2 separate regions of the Mus musculus genome follow, and region 2 is linked to region 1. The links are chromatin contacts, called in public Hi-C maps. All regions are on one chromosome and are shown on one strand. The core of a region is the stretch at or near the end of the contact, and the rest is flanking DNA. Distances in the headings are between cores, read along the strand shown.

Region 1 (6,917 bases), core at 689-3,188:
GGGCAGGTCTGTGGTGGGGACTGAAGTGGGTCTGTGGTAGATCTGTGGTGGGGGCTGTGTTGGGGGCTGGGATGGGGGCTGTGTTGGTGGTTGGGGGGTCTGTGGTAGGAGCTGTGGCAGGGACTGTGGGTCTGTGGTGGGTCTGTGGTGGAAGCTGGAGTGAGATCTGTGGTAGGTGCTGAGGTAGAGGCTGTGGTGGGTCTGTGGTAGGAGCTTGGGTGGGGGGTGTCTGGGGTGGGGGTCTGTGGTGGGGGCTTGGGTGGAGGTAGACATTTCTACCATGAGACATTTTTGTAAGGGTTTTCTAACCAGACTTCCCTGGCTGGGAGCGTTCCAGGAATTTTGTCTTTTAAATCAGGCCCCAGCCTGTTCCTGGCTGCACTGTCTGAGGCAGCAGTACCTATAGAATGAGACTGGAAAGAAAAAAAACAGAGCTGAAGAGATAACTCAGTCAGTACAGTGCCGGCTACACAGCACAAGGGGCTGAATTTGGTCCCCAGGAGCCATATTTTAAACAAAGCTTTACAAAGGGTATAGTGGGCTTGTGATTCCAGAAAGCCTCAGACCCCAATGAGAGACCCCCCCCCTCTCAAAAACCAAGCTGAATCACTCCTCAGAAAGTGACATCAAGGTTGACCCATGGCCTCCACATACTTGTGTACACACACACACACACAAACACACACACCACACATATACACATACATACAACACACATATGCACATACACACATGTGTACACAAAGACACGAGTATACACACACACACACACACACACACATGCACACATCTACATACACAGGCATGTACACCCCCCATATACACAAACACACACACACACACACCATGTACCACACACATACATCAGACACCACATATACACACCACACACACGGGCATGTACACATACCACATACACAAACCTACACACATACCACATACCATACACATACACCATACACCACACACACACAAACACACACCACATATCACACACATACACCAGACACCACACATACACACACACACACACACACACACACACACACACACACACAAACACACACACAAGTAAATATACTGGAATACTTAGACGTGTGAGATATTTGTTCTCCTTGAACTAGCACTTACAAATGCTACCTGCTAGAGACTGAAAGAGTTGTGGTTGAGTTGGTAGGAGGTTTTGGTTTTTGTTTGTTTGTTGTTGTTGTTTGTTTTGGTTTTTTTTTTTTGAAACAAGGTCTTACTATGCAGCCAAGGCTGGCTTCTAACACACGGATTTTCCTGCCTCAGCCTCCTAAGGGCTGGGCTTATAGGATTGAGCCACCACACCTGGTTTACATGTTTGCTTGTGTTTTAAATTCAGCTTTTTTGTATGGTAAATTAGCTGGTATTCTTCCCACTGTATGTGGAAGACAATGGGATTAGGTGAGACCCTACTCCTACCCAGGTAGCCTCTGAAGACAATGTGATCTGGGTGGTAACAGCATTTGCTTATTTTGGGGACGGGGTCTCACAATGTCTGAAGCTCCACCTGTCTTGGAATTAACTATGTAGACCAGGCTGGCCTGAAACCCACCAAGCTCCGCCTACCACTGTGTTTCCAGTGTTATGATCAAAGGCCTGCCCCACCCCCACCCCTGGCCTGGGCCTTAGTGCTGCTGTTGCAACTCAGAGACTTCTTTTCTAACAGTCAAGTGTTCTACCACGGAGCTAAGCACCAGTAGGTGCAGACCTTTGTTGGAGTCCCCTCCAGATGAACGAGGTATCTGGTATTTCACAACACAGCACTCTGCAGCCCAGGCAGGCCGCTGGGTACTGCTGGCCAGGCTTCTACAGCTGGTCTTAGTGATGACAACCCCAAAGCAGGCTGGGCTCCAGGCTCTCCACTCGTCAGCCACCTGCCGAAGGGACCAAAAGAAGAACTTTCAGAGGCCGTCACGGGTCGTCACATGCGCCACTGTGATGCTTAGCCGCTGAGGGGATTTTGGGGAAGGAAGTAGCCCTGACATCATAGAAACATAGAAGTGAGAAAGACTTAGGGTGTTCCTCTTGACCAGGCACCCCAGAGGGTTGGGAGCCTACTCTGACCTTTCGGGTCTCACTCACTACGTGTGTGTACTCTCTCCTTACCTGGTTGTTGGCCAAATCTTTGTCCTCCAATAGAACTTTCTTCCAATATGAGGTCTCACTTAACACCAGTCTATCTGCATTGCCATTGTACACGCCAACTACTCTGTAACTCTGGGAGAGCATCACATGATTGCTAATCTTTTCACTTCAGCCCAACAGAAAAAATACATCAGCCCACACCTGCATTTTCCTACCTGGGCTCATCTTTTTTATCTATACTGCATCATCATCATCATCATTACTACCATCATCATCATCATTATCACTACTACCACCATCATCATCACCGTCACAGACAGGGTTTCAAACATACAGAACTAGTCCACAATTTGCTATGTAGATGAAAGTACCCTTAACCCTCTTCTCTTCCTGCCTCTACCTGCCCAGTGCTAACATCACAGATGTGCACTACCACACCCAATTAACTTGATGCTGGATAACAAACTCAGGGCTTTGTGCACGATTCGGCAAGCATTCTATCAATTAGACTACATGCACAGCCCATGTCTGCCACCCACACTATCAATCCCATAACCATGTCTGCGTGGATTATTTCCAATCCTTTAGTCCTCCTTGCTTCAGGATGATCCATCCATGGTTCTCATCGTGGGATTTTTCAGTAGCTCTCAAGGAATCTGTGGTGGGTGTTTTCCCGTCTCCCTGATGTTTGGCTTGGCCTTAGAACTCACTTTGAAAGACAGATGTGAAAGTGATACAACAGAAGTTTTTAGTGTGCTTCCATGGTGAGACTTAGCCTCTTGTGTCTCTGCCCTCACCATGAGAAGACGTGCCTCAGGCAGTGCCAGTCCCTGCAGGAACTCTAGGAAGCCAGCCCAGAGTAGGCTTGTAGCTGGGAGCCAGGCCCAGAGGAACAGAGCCAAGATCAGCTGAATCCCAGCCAATCCTCAGCCATACGAAGAAAAAAATAAAAAATAAACGTTTGTGATGCAAGCCACTGGGATTGAGGAGATGTGTTGTTATTCGACATTATTGGAGGAATAGACGATGAGTTAAATGGCCAAAATGAAGTGCAGGCAGTGGCCAGACACATAGCAGGCCTTGCACTCCAGGAGGTAAAGTCCTGACATGAAAACTTGCTTCCTCACCTCAGCCCCTTTATAACTCGGCCCTTCTCTTGCTGTGTCCCATATGTCAGCACCTGCTCGTGTTTAATATAATTCCTTCACAGACTATGCTTGATTTACTAAATGCTCACATATTCAAAAGCTTACCAACAAGACTACAAACTCATTGAGAGCAAGGACCTCGCCAGTTCAGAAGGAGCAAGAATTACAGATAGTGTTCCACTACCTCCATCAGGGTCTTCCCTTGTTTAGCTGGATGTATGGTCACTGTGTCCCGCACAAGATCACGCATGCGGGGCGTGTAAGATGCATTAATTGTCTGTGGCATACGCACTAGAAAGGCAAATTTCAGGGGCCATTTGCCTTATAAACCTGATGGTCTGGGATTGCATCTCCAGAGGCCATGTAAAAGTTAAACACAGCCGGGCGGTGGTGGCGCACGCCTTTAATCCCAGCACTCAGGAGGCAGGGGCAGGTGGCTTTCTGAGTTCAAGGCCAGCCTGGTCTACAGAGTGAGTTCCAGAGCAGCCAGGGCTACACAGAGAAACCCTGTCTTGAAACCCCCCCCCCTCAAAAAAAAAAAGTTAAACACAGTACACAGCTGTAATCCCAGCATCCTCCTGCAGGGTGACAGGGAGAGCGGAGAGAAGCCACAAAAGGTGGCCCTCCAACCACCACATTGTATAGAACGGCACACACAGCCTGCACTCAAGAAAAATTTTATTAATTTTTGCCTGCCATTATTGATAGGAGTCTTTTTATTGAGATAGTGTTAAATTATCAATTACATTAGATAGTAAAAATAAACATTTTCTTTTTCTATACTAACTGTATCAGTACAATGTGTAAGTGGTAGGCAGTTGCACCAATTTAAACCCCTATAGAGAAAAAGTCCTATGTACACAAATGTTCAATCCTGATTCCGTAGTTTTGTACCCTTTATTTTTACGAGTAAGGCACACCTCTGTGTATGACCGGCAATTATCTTTGATTTCCTTGGCTATATTTACACCTGGAGGAAATTCTTCAGAATCACTTTTTTTCCTCCCAGTCTAGTTTCGAACACAGTGCAGTTCCCCTTTTTATTTTTGTAAGTTGAAAAATTGTTTTATATTAAAGTACTCAATGAACTATGGTGGGGTGGTTTTTCTTTTTTTTTTTTTTTTAAGACACTTAGTTTTCATATACGGGAACTTTCCAGACTACTGGTTAAATCACCGCGTCCGCGTGGCACACTGATCTGGAGTTTAAAAAGAAAAAGAACAATAGAATAAGCCAACCTTGCCCCTATTTATGGACGAAACATCAAACCACCCACTTAACTTTCTGGGACCCTGGAATCTATGCACCAGAATGCCTCTATGATGCAACAAGGCACGTATCCATTTATTACAGGGAACTGCTGTACACTGCTGGTACAGTGTATAAACTATTTTCTTTTGTGCATTTGTTTTGGATTTGGTTTTCAAGACAAGCTCTTTCTATGGGGGCTAAAGAGATGCATCAATGGTGTAAGAGCACTTAGGCCCCTGCAGAAGTCGGAATCCTAGCACCTATACTGGGCCTCTCACGGCTGTCTGTAACTCCAGCTCCAGTGATAGCTGATGTGTCTGGCCTCACCTATACTCATGGACATGTACCCATCCATTGACACGCATGCATGCACACAATTAAAGCCAATAAAATAAACAACGTCGTCTAAAAATATCTTTCTCGGTAGCCACAGTTGGCCTGGAGATAGAAAGAAAGAAAGAAAGAAAGAAAGAAAGAAAGAAAGAAAGGAAGGAAGGAAGGAAGGAAGGAAGGAAGGAAGGAAGGAAGGAAGGAAGGAAGGAAGGAAGGAAGAAATTTACATAGATAGATAGACAGACAGACAGACAGACATAGATACATAGATAGGTGATAGATACATACATACAGACAGACAGATAGATAGATAGATAGATAGATACATACATACATACATACATACATACATACATAGGTGATAGACAGATAGATAGATACATACATAGATAAATAGATACATAGATGGATACATAGATAGATACATAGATATGTGATAGATACATACATAAATAGATAGATACATAGATAGATGGATGGATGGATAGATAGATAGATAGATAGATAGATAGATAGATAGATAACCAAGATAGTCTTGTCTTGAATTTAGGGCAGTCCTCCTGTCTCAGCCTCCCTTGTACTGAGATTACAAGTGTAAGCAATCATGCCTGACTTAAAACTCTTGACACACCTTCATACATTTGCAAAATGTTGCTAAAGCAGCAGCAAATCTTTGCTTTTGGAGCATGAACCTAACTCAAGAAACAGCAAAGGCCCTTTGGAAGCAAGTGCTGTGAAAAAGAAGTGAGAGTTTCCTTGTTGTCTCAAAACCCAGAGACAACTGACAGAAATACCCATGCATATTTCTGTCCATCCGCTTTCTATGTCTATATTCTCTTACAAATGAGAGGACGCCATATGTGCAGTGTGGGCTGTCTCTTTGTTGTCTTCAGTTAGGATCCATATTATTCCCATGTTATGAGGTTTCGAGGAGCTGGGGACAGTCACAAGTCAGCGAAGATCCTAACAGCCACCTTGTCTCCCTGTGCGTAGAAGCTAGGAAATAAAACAGTGAGAGTTTCCTGTCTGTTCTCTGCTCCTGGGTGATAATGCCTCTAACAGATACTACTTGTTCACACGCCACAGGCCTGAGAATTGAGAGAGAAAACCGTGCAATCTAAATACCTTACCCAATTCAGTCACGTGTGTAGATGTGTGTTCTGAGTCTGTGTGCATGGCTTTCATTATGAGTCACGAGACTTGATCTTCCCGTGCTCAACAGTGAGGTAGAAGCTCTGTAACTGTCAGAGGCAAGATGGATGGAGAAGAGAGGAAAATGTCTACATTTCATCGGACTTATCATAACAGGGATTATGTCATGTTTGAGCATGTCTACATAATACACACAGACCGAATTTCTCAACACTCCAAGCCTGAACCTCAGAGAAGTCAGAGAAACCCTTACTATCATCGTGGATCACCGGGTTGGTTCTAGAACGTAACCCCAAAGTTTTGGCTGTCAGCTTATGGTGCTGATGAGAGATGGTGGAACTACTAGGAAGTTTGTGGGTTTCAGGGGTAACTCTGAGGTGGGCCTAACATGCCCAGGGCCCTGGTTTTCATATCCAGCATGTCAAATAATCAAAACCAAACAGAAGGAAGCTGGACCACTAAGTGATGCGTGAGCTTACTCTCCGTCTCCTCCTTTACTTCCCAGAGCGTCCCACACTCCTGGCAGGATGCACTATGCTTCCTTGGACCCAGAGCAGTGGGGACAAGTGACTGTGGACTGTGGTCTATGAAAGCCTGATTCCAAACAAACAGCTCCTCTTTGTAAGCTGATTACTTCAAGTATTTTCTTACAGCTATGAATAGCTAACCTTGGGATCTACTTCCAAGAGGAGTGGACGATCATCCTCCCTCTAAATCAGTGACTTTCAACCTGTGGGTCACAACGCCTTTAGGGGGTCAAATGACCCTTTCACAGGGGTCACATATAAGATACCCTGCATATGCGATATTTAAATTGCAATCCATAACAGTAGCAAAATTACAGTTATGAAGTAGCAACAAAATTTTATGGGGCAGGGGTGGGGGTGGGGTTTATCACAACATGAGAAACTGTGTTGAGGG
Region 2 (6,917 bases), core at 2,649-5,148, 300 kb before region 1:
GCAAATACACCTGGAAGTTTCCAAATGTGATGTAATTTAAAGTAATTAGATCAAAATCATGCTTAAGGTATGACTCATGTATGCGTGCAAATGCAAGTAAAATTAAGCTCATGTTTTTGAGTGGACAGTGGTTATCCTCGGGGAAGAGGGAATGGGTTATAAATTGGAAGTGCCTTCTGAAGTGGGTTGCTTGGGTGTTGATGAAATTCTATTCTTTGACCTGAGTGGTCCTTCATTTTGTGATAGATCCTAGAGCCATATATGTTTTCTGAATGCATTTTTCTACACTACATGATATATCACTTAAAAGATTTTTAAGAATTCATTAAAGTTAAAAGAAAAAGTTCACTATCATGTCTTCCCTTTGTGCATTTTAAACCCAGAGCAGGAAAGACACAAAAGCTACAGAGATGTTGAAAAACAACCCCCAGTCTCTTTGGTCTGGCTCCAAGATCCAACTAGCCTGAATATACTCAACCTAAAACGTCACCCCTGTTATTGACCCCCCTCAGGAGAAAGATAGTTCTAGACAGCCCCAAAGAAAGCTGTCTCGGGATTATCAAGTCAAGAAGAGAAGCCTCAAGACTTTCTTTCCTGGCCCCATCTTCAGTGAAGTCTTGAAGGAAGTGGTTTTCTTCACAATACAGTGGTTCAGGTTTCTATCAGTCAGTTCAGACTCCTTCTTCTCTATGGACTGGGTGGCTTCGTAAACTGTATGCACTATTGTTTGTTCAGCCTTGGTAGAAGAGGATATCACTCCAAAGCCTCTGGGACTTCAGGTTTCATGGGGTAAAGACAAATTTCCCCATTCTTATCTAAACAGAAGAATTCCACCCGCTCCGGCTCCATCTTCCTAGAATCTTTATGCATCTCTTCCTTCTAGCAGCTCCTCCTCTTTCCTTCCCCTCCTCAGCGGAGAGCTATAGAGAAGCAAGTTGCTTTGGTAAACTCCGTCATCCCTCTCAAGCATATATTGAGCATCTGCGGCACACCAAGCACTGTATGCTAATGTGATAATGGGAAAGACAGGCCAAGTGGAAACACTGCTATCTAAGGAATAAAGAATAAGCATTGGGCTAGCAAGAGGCCATCTCTCACACAGCCCTGCCTCCTCTACCAGGGTTCACTGAGATTCATGGGAATCTGGAACCCAGTTGAGCGAGCACTGAACTCTGCCGGCAGACTTTTCTCCGGCCTGTTTTTGCGTTTGCTCGTTCGCCCCTGAAACAGCAGGTGTGATGTCCTTTACCTTAAACATGCTTGCCAGTAGTAACCTCTGACCTCCCAGAAACTGCTTGGCCTTTCTAAAATACACGGAATTTTAATTTGCTCATTCTTTTTTTTTTTTTAACCATCAAAAGATAATTAAATTACCACTGTTTTAATTAAAATAGCATTGTTGGCAAGGATGTCATTGTTTCCCAGTCCTCTATTGCACCATTCCTCAAAGGTATAGCTGAGGTGCGAGGTGAAGACATTCCTTCCTCTAGCCTCAACTCTCAGTGAAGATGATGTACCTCACCAGGCCACCTAACCTTGAGGGTCAAGAGCACAGGCAAGACCCTCTAAGCTACAAACCTGTCACTACTACCACAAGGCCAAAGGCTGATGCTGCTCACAGTCTAACTTGACTTATTTTCCCCTTCTTCTCAATTGGCCTCTCTTCCAGGGGTGAAGCCTTGGAAGCACATGGATAGCCAACTCCCTACAACACTCTTCCTGCTGAATTCTGAAAGTGTGGTCAGGATTCTCAGGAATCTTTAGACGCAGGCAAACAAGGCAAAGGGAATCCAAGCTATTTTAGGAAAGTTTTTCAAAGATGGAGAAAACCACAAAAGGTCCCTTTAGCATTGTTATCTACAGTAAGAAGAGAGGCAGACACCAGGTGTGCTGATGTGATTGGAATGGAAGCTTTGGCTGATGAGGCCCAGGTTGAGATAATTAAGAAAATGAAGCAGGGTTTCCTCTAGGATGCTAGTGCTGACTTTGAGCTAGAATGGTCAAGAAGATTCCAGAAAGCAGAAAAGCCTTTACCTGCTGCTGTTCCACAGTGAGGCCTTTCATTTACTACAGATCTTTAGGAATGCTGTAGCGAGCCTAAACCTTAAAGTGGAGAGGAGACATCTGAGCAGAGGGGCTTCTGGCTCAGACCTGGGTCTTGGGTCTTGTACCTTAACTGTTTGTTTATTTTTATTGGGCTTTCCAGACGCAAGCCCTCCTCAGGAACTCTGGGAAGCACAAAGAAGAAAGATGCTGGGACAGGGTAAATCTCAGGGGAGGGATCAGGGAGGGGACATCTGGGATGTGACTTATATAATCTCTGAGTTTCCTCTAGACAGCTGCTGTTGTCCTGTCCAGAGGCTGAAAAAAACCAGAGCATCTTTGCTTCCTTCCTGCCCGCCATTCATTGGTCAAAAACTATCATTTATGAAAGGAAGCCAACTCTCACCATTGTCCTTTCAAGATAGTACCAGAAGCCTGAGCATAGTCTCCTGACAAAGGAACATGGGGGTTCCTTGGGATACCTGGACCTAGAGTACCCCCAAAGTGTGAAAGGGTCCCAACAGCAAAGTTGGCTGCAGTTGGTTCCCTGGCTGCAGGAGCTATGGCCAGAGTGTGTCCCCCATTCCTTAAGTCTGTGTGTAGATGTCTCAGTCTCCACGGTGACTATTTGGATGTGAGATCTTTAGGATGGAATTCAAATTAAATAAGGTCACAAGGGTGGGCCCCAATCTAGTAGGGCTGTTGGTCTTACAAGAAGAGAAGGGGACAGCAGAGGTCTCTGTCCCTTCAGAGGAAGAGAGAAAGGGACATGTGAAGACACAGCCAGAAGGCAGCCAGGGAGTGTGACCAGGATCTGCAGTTGAATGGCATTTGGTCGTGGATTTCTGAGCCCCTAGAACTGTAAGAAATGAATGCCTGCTGTTTAAGCCACCTGATCTGTGACATTTTGCTAGAACAGCACAAGCGGACTAAGAACGATGCAGTAACCCTTAGCTGGTTCATCACAATATCCGTGAGAGAGCTCTGCTAAGACAGTCTGCAGTCCCAGGTACAGTGGGATCCAAGTGGCCACTCCTAATCTGCCATTCCTTAGCCCCTGCCATTGGTACAACAGTTAGGGTCCACTTGAGATCCTCTGGGTTTCGCCTCTTGCTTCTTTACCTTAACTTGCTTCAGTAACTAACCTTGCTTGATAGCATAGAAGTGGGACATACCAGGAGGGTATTCAGTATACGGCCATTCCTCCCCTACTGCTCAGTCAACCTACAAGGAATGAGAAGCCAAAGAACCAACCTGTACCCCAACTCCCTGCTCATTCTTCAGTTTGGAGAGGCTGCAATGAGGCAGGAACCTTCTAGAGGACAGGAGTCTGGTTATCCTGCTCATGTGACAATTAGGTGACAGTTGTTAGCAACCAACCACCTAGACTCTACTGAGCCCAGCACTACAGGGCAGAGGCTTCAAAAGCCACAGACTGTATTCTCTAGCAGAGGGGACAGTGCCTCGTGGGGTCTGAAGCCCAGCTGTTGACTTCTGGATCTGGCCTGCCTCTCATCGGCCAGCAGCTTCAGAGAGGAAGAGAGAGGTCCCGCTGCAGACAGAGACCTGGAATCAGTTTTGTCTCGTCCTCCTCCATGTCCAGGGCATACATAGGAAGAAGTGTGGAGCAGACAGACAGAAATGGACGGCTTTATCCAGGTGCACACCTCACTGGTTCTGTCAGCCACGACCGGGCCCCCGGGTCTATGTTAAATCCACTTCCTCAGACTAAAAATAACCATTCACAAGCAACAAACGTCAAAGTATTTTTAGCACACTTCAGACAACCAACCTTCCTGTTAGACTTCGGCTTTTGCTCTCTGAATCGGCTGCAAGCACAACTGAAACTACCCAGAACTCTGCACCTCAAATAGGCCACGGTGACCCCAGGTGACATCTGACTGTCGATGCCAAAGAGACTTTGTACCGGGAGATTAGAATCTCTAACGGCCTTCTGCTTTCAGCTGGCAGAAAGCCAGGCGTTAAGAGAGAGGGAAGGCTCAAACATTCAGGGTGAAGAGTTCTGGCCTTCTGAAGGTCACTGGTGTGGTTTCCTGAAGAAGGTCTTAGGAACCAGAATGCGGGACGGTTGCAATAGTTACAGTGGAAAACCAAGGAAGCCTGTGACCTGGCCACACTGGCACACAGCTTCCAGGTGATGAAGACATTTCACCCTGTGATGCTAGGCAGCGAAGGAAAAGAAACTGGCCAACTGTCACCTGTCAAAGACAATTTTAGGGGTGGCAGCATAATTCATTAAGAGAGAAAAAAAAGAGTATTTTCTTTTAAACATGTATATATAGCAGGTGAACTCTAGGAAGCAACTTACATTTAACTAAACAGCAATTTGTTTCCGCCAAAGTTCTCTTCCTATAACAGGTCTACCAGGTCTTAGCTGTCTCTTGTCCCCTTCACATGTACCATTGCTCTGTGGCAGTAAGAGATTGGGGGCAAATACAGAGCTGGGCTAAGAAGCCATAATCTTTATAAAGAATGGTCCATACCACCGGGAGGCAAGAATGGGAATATTTAGGGGAAGATATGTGTAGAATAAAGAAATTGGAGAAAGACGTCTAAATGTGTGCCCTGGCCAAATGAGGTTAGTTAGGGTGGCAAAGGCGTTTTTTCTGAGACCCTATTGAAAGCGACCTGACTGTGACAACTTCATTCATCCAAAGCTAGAAAAGAAAGGCAAAGCTTCGTCTGAAGAAAGAAGCAAGAAATGGGCTCACACGCATCTTCTTGACTTTGTCTTTACCCTTCAACTAAATGTAATTTTTTTCTGCCTTTGAGTAAAAAAAAAGTCACTCCTCTCAGCATGCCAACATGGCACCCCTTCTTCTCTCCCTGAGAAGAGCATAGAGAGAGGGCAAGGGGGAGCCTGCCCAGAGATGGGGTGCTGAGACATGAGGTAATGTCTGTTCCTGAGCTATGGTTGAACCCAGAAAGAGCTTGACAGGGGCTGCAGAGAAGGGGGTGCTGGTTTCTAGACACTTCTTTATGTTTGGCCTAGGTATAGGCCAACCTTCAAAGCAAATGTCGGTTTTGGAAATGTGTGTGTGTGTGTGTGTGTGTGTGTGTGTGTGTGTGTGTGACAGAGAGAGACAGAGAGAGACAGAGACAAAGAGAGAGAGACAGGAGAGACAGAGAGAGAGAGGTAGGAAGTAGCCACCAGTCATGACGGATGATAAGATTCAACTACACCTCAGCTGCTGAACTGCGGTGGCTGGTGGTCCTTATTACCCACGCTAACTCAGATTCTGTTTCAATCAGCATCAGCACACTTGGGTTCCAATTGCTATCAATGCTTTTAGGGTCAAAGCATGCACCCCGACATCTAGGTGCACCAACCCAACCTGGAGGGGGGGGGGCAATTGAAGAGACAAGAAGTAAAGAGAAGCAGAGAAAGGGGATCAATTGAGCACAACCACATGAGAAGAAGGGACAGATAAAGATGTCTAGTGACACCTCCCCACCCCCACGCCTGCAGCCCATATTCGGAAGTTCTGACTGGAGGTTTAGGCTGAAATAGAAGGCAAGAGGCATGCATAACTAAGCAGTCCAATGTGGCCCCACCCATCAGCCACTCAGCTCCAGTGTATCCTGCAAGATGCTTTTGTAAGTTAGCAGAAGTGAGTGTGATCTAATTCACACTCTGGATAATACCAGGACACTGTCCTTTCTCTCTTCCAGCATGAGGTTCCTGAAGGAATTCCAATTCCTTAGCAGCATATTGGCTCAGGAGTCTGATGCTCATGTAGCATCTTCTTTTGGTTTTGTTGGGTGTTTTGTTTGTTTGTTTTTTGGGTTTTTTGTTTGTTTGTTTTTTGTTTTCTGTTTTCTGTTTTTTGGTTTTTTTTTTTTTTTTTTTTTTTGAGACTAGGCCTTTAACTTACTATGTTGATCAGGACGGACTCAGACTCTCAGAGATGCACCTGCCTCTGCCTCCCATGCACGGGGATTAAAGGTGTGCATCACTCACTGTACCTGGCTTATAAAGTCATTCTTTAGGATTTTTGCTCTTGGCAGCATGATCACATAGCCACTTCCTGGCCACTACCATGGTTGCTCCATTTCTCTGCTTCTCCAACTCAGTTATCCCATCGGTAAATGAAGGTCTGAATCAGGTCTGAGACACCTTTCTGTACAAAGGCAAAGGCAGATCCCAGTCCTTACAGTCACCCAGACATCGAAGGTCGGTGGTAGAACAGGGACTGTCTAGCAGCTCAGCACATTCCATTTCTGCCCCACCCCCACCCCCAGAGTCCTTTGCCTCTGCGGTGAATCTCTCTGTGCTGCATTGTATATTTGCCAAGCGGATGAAACATTTGCGAATAGTGGCATTTTCACAGTGCCTAGTATAAGCAGGATGGCTCCTCTTCCATGGTGATTAGAACTGGCTTTCCTCGGGTGCGTGCAAGAAGACAGGTTGTACGATTCTTAGCTGAGGATAAAAAGCTTGAATGGAAAGGTCTATAGATAGTAATCTTTTGACCTTGAGGGAGATAGAAAAAAACCCCACACATATATGCTAGTTTGTACACAGAAAGCAAACCGCTGTGGCATTTACATGAGGAGAAAACTTGGTTGCCTGCTCACAGGTAAACGGAGAACAGGATTGTTAACGACAGAAGTTAACATGGTTTTTTTTTCTAAAGTGAAAAGTATTGTATGTAATTAGATTAAAAAGAGATATCTGGGAAGAAAGGGTGACTGGAATCACAGTGGAGTGGACAAAGGCACATTTTGATTTGATTGGCTTGTTATTAGAGGTATCTCTGGGGTTGTCCTCTTGCTCCACAGCTTGGCAGGATGTTGCTGCAGAAAGTTGTGTGTGGCCGTCGTCTGGACTAACTGAGTGACAGTAGTAAGCA

What was found. A called contact is a pair of places that touch in the nucleus more often than the background predicts.
Region 2: a Hi-C map of CD4 T cells shows a contact between it and region 1, with 2.6 times the contacts expected there. The contact joins two enhancer-like sites. A contact is called at or near these places in 3 of 484 Hi-C or Micro-C datasets (CD4 T cells, pre-B cells and uterus).

The regions. Positions count from the first base shown.
Region 1 is chr13:43,760,447-43,767,363 of GRCm38.p6, reverse strand. No RefSeq gene overlaps it. Among named protein-coding and RNA genes, the nearest start is that of Cd83, 21 kb to the left of the region's middle. Within about 2 kb of position 1,938, at least 107 of the 459 cell types and tissues checked have an H3K27ac peak or open chromatin away from gene starts, as enhancers often do.
Region 2 is chr13:44,062,877-44,069,793 of GRCm38.p6, reverse strand. No RefSeq gene overlaps it. Among named protein-coding and RNA genes, the nearest start is that of Gm33489, 21 kb to the right of the region's middle. Within about 2 kb of position 3,898, at least 80 of the 459 cell types and tissues checked have an H3K27ac peak or open chromatin away from gene starts, as enhancers often do.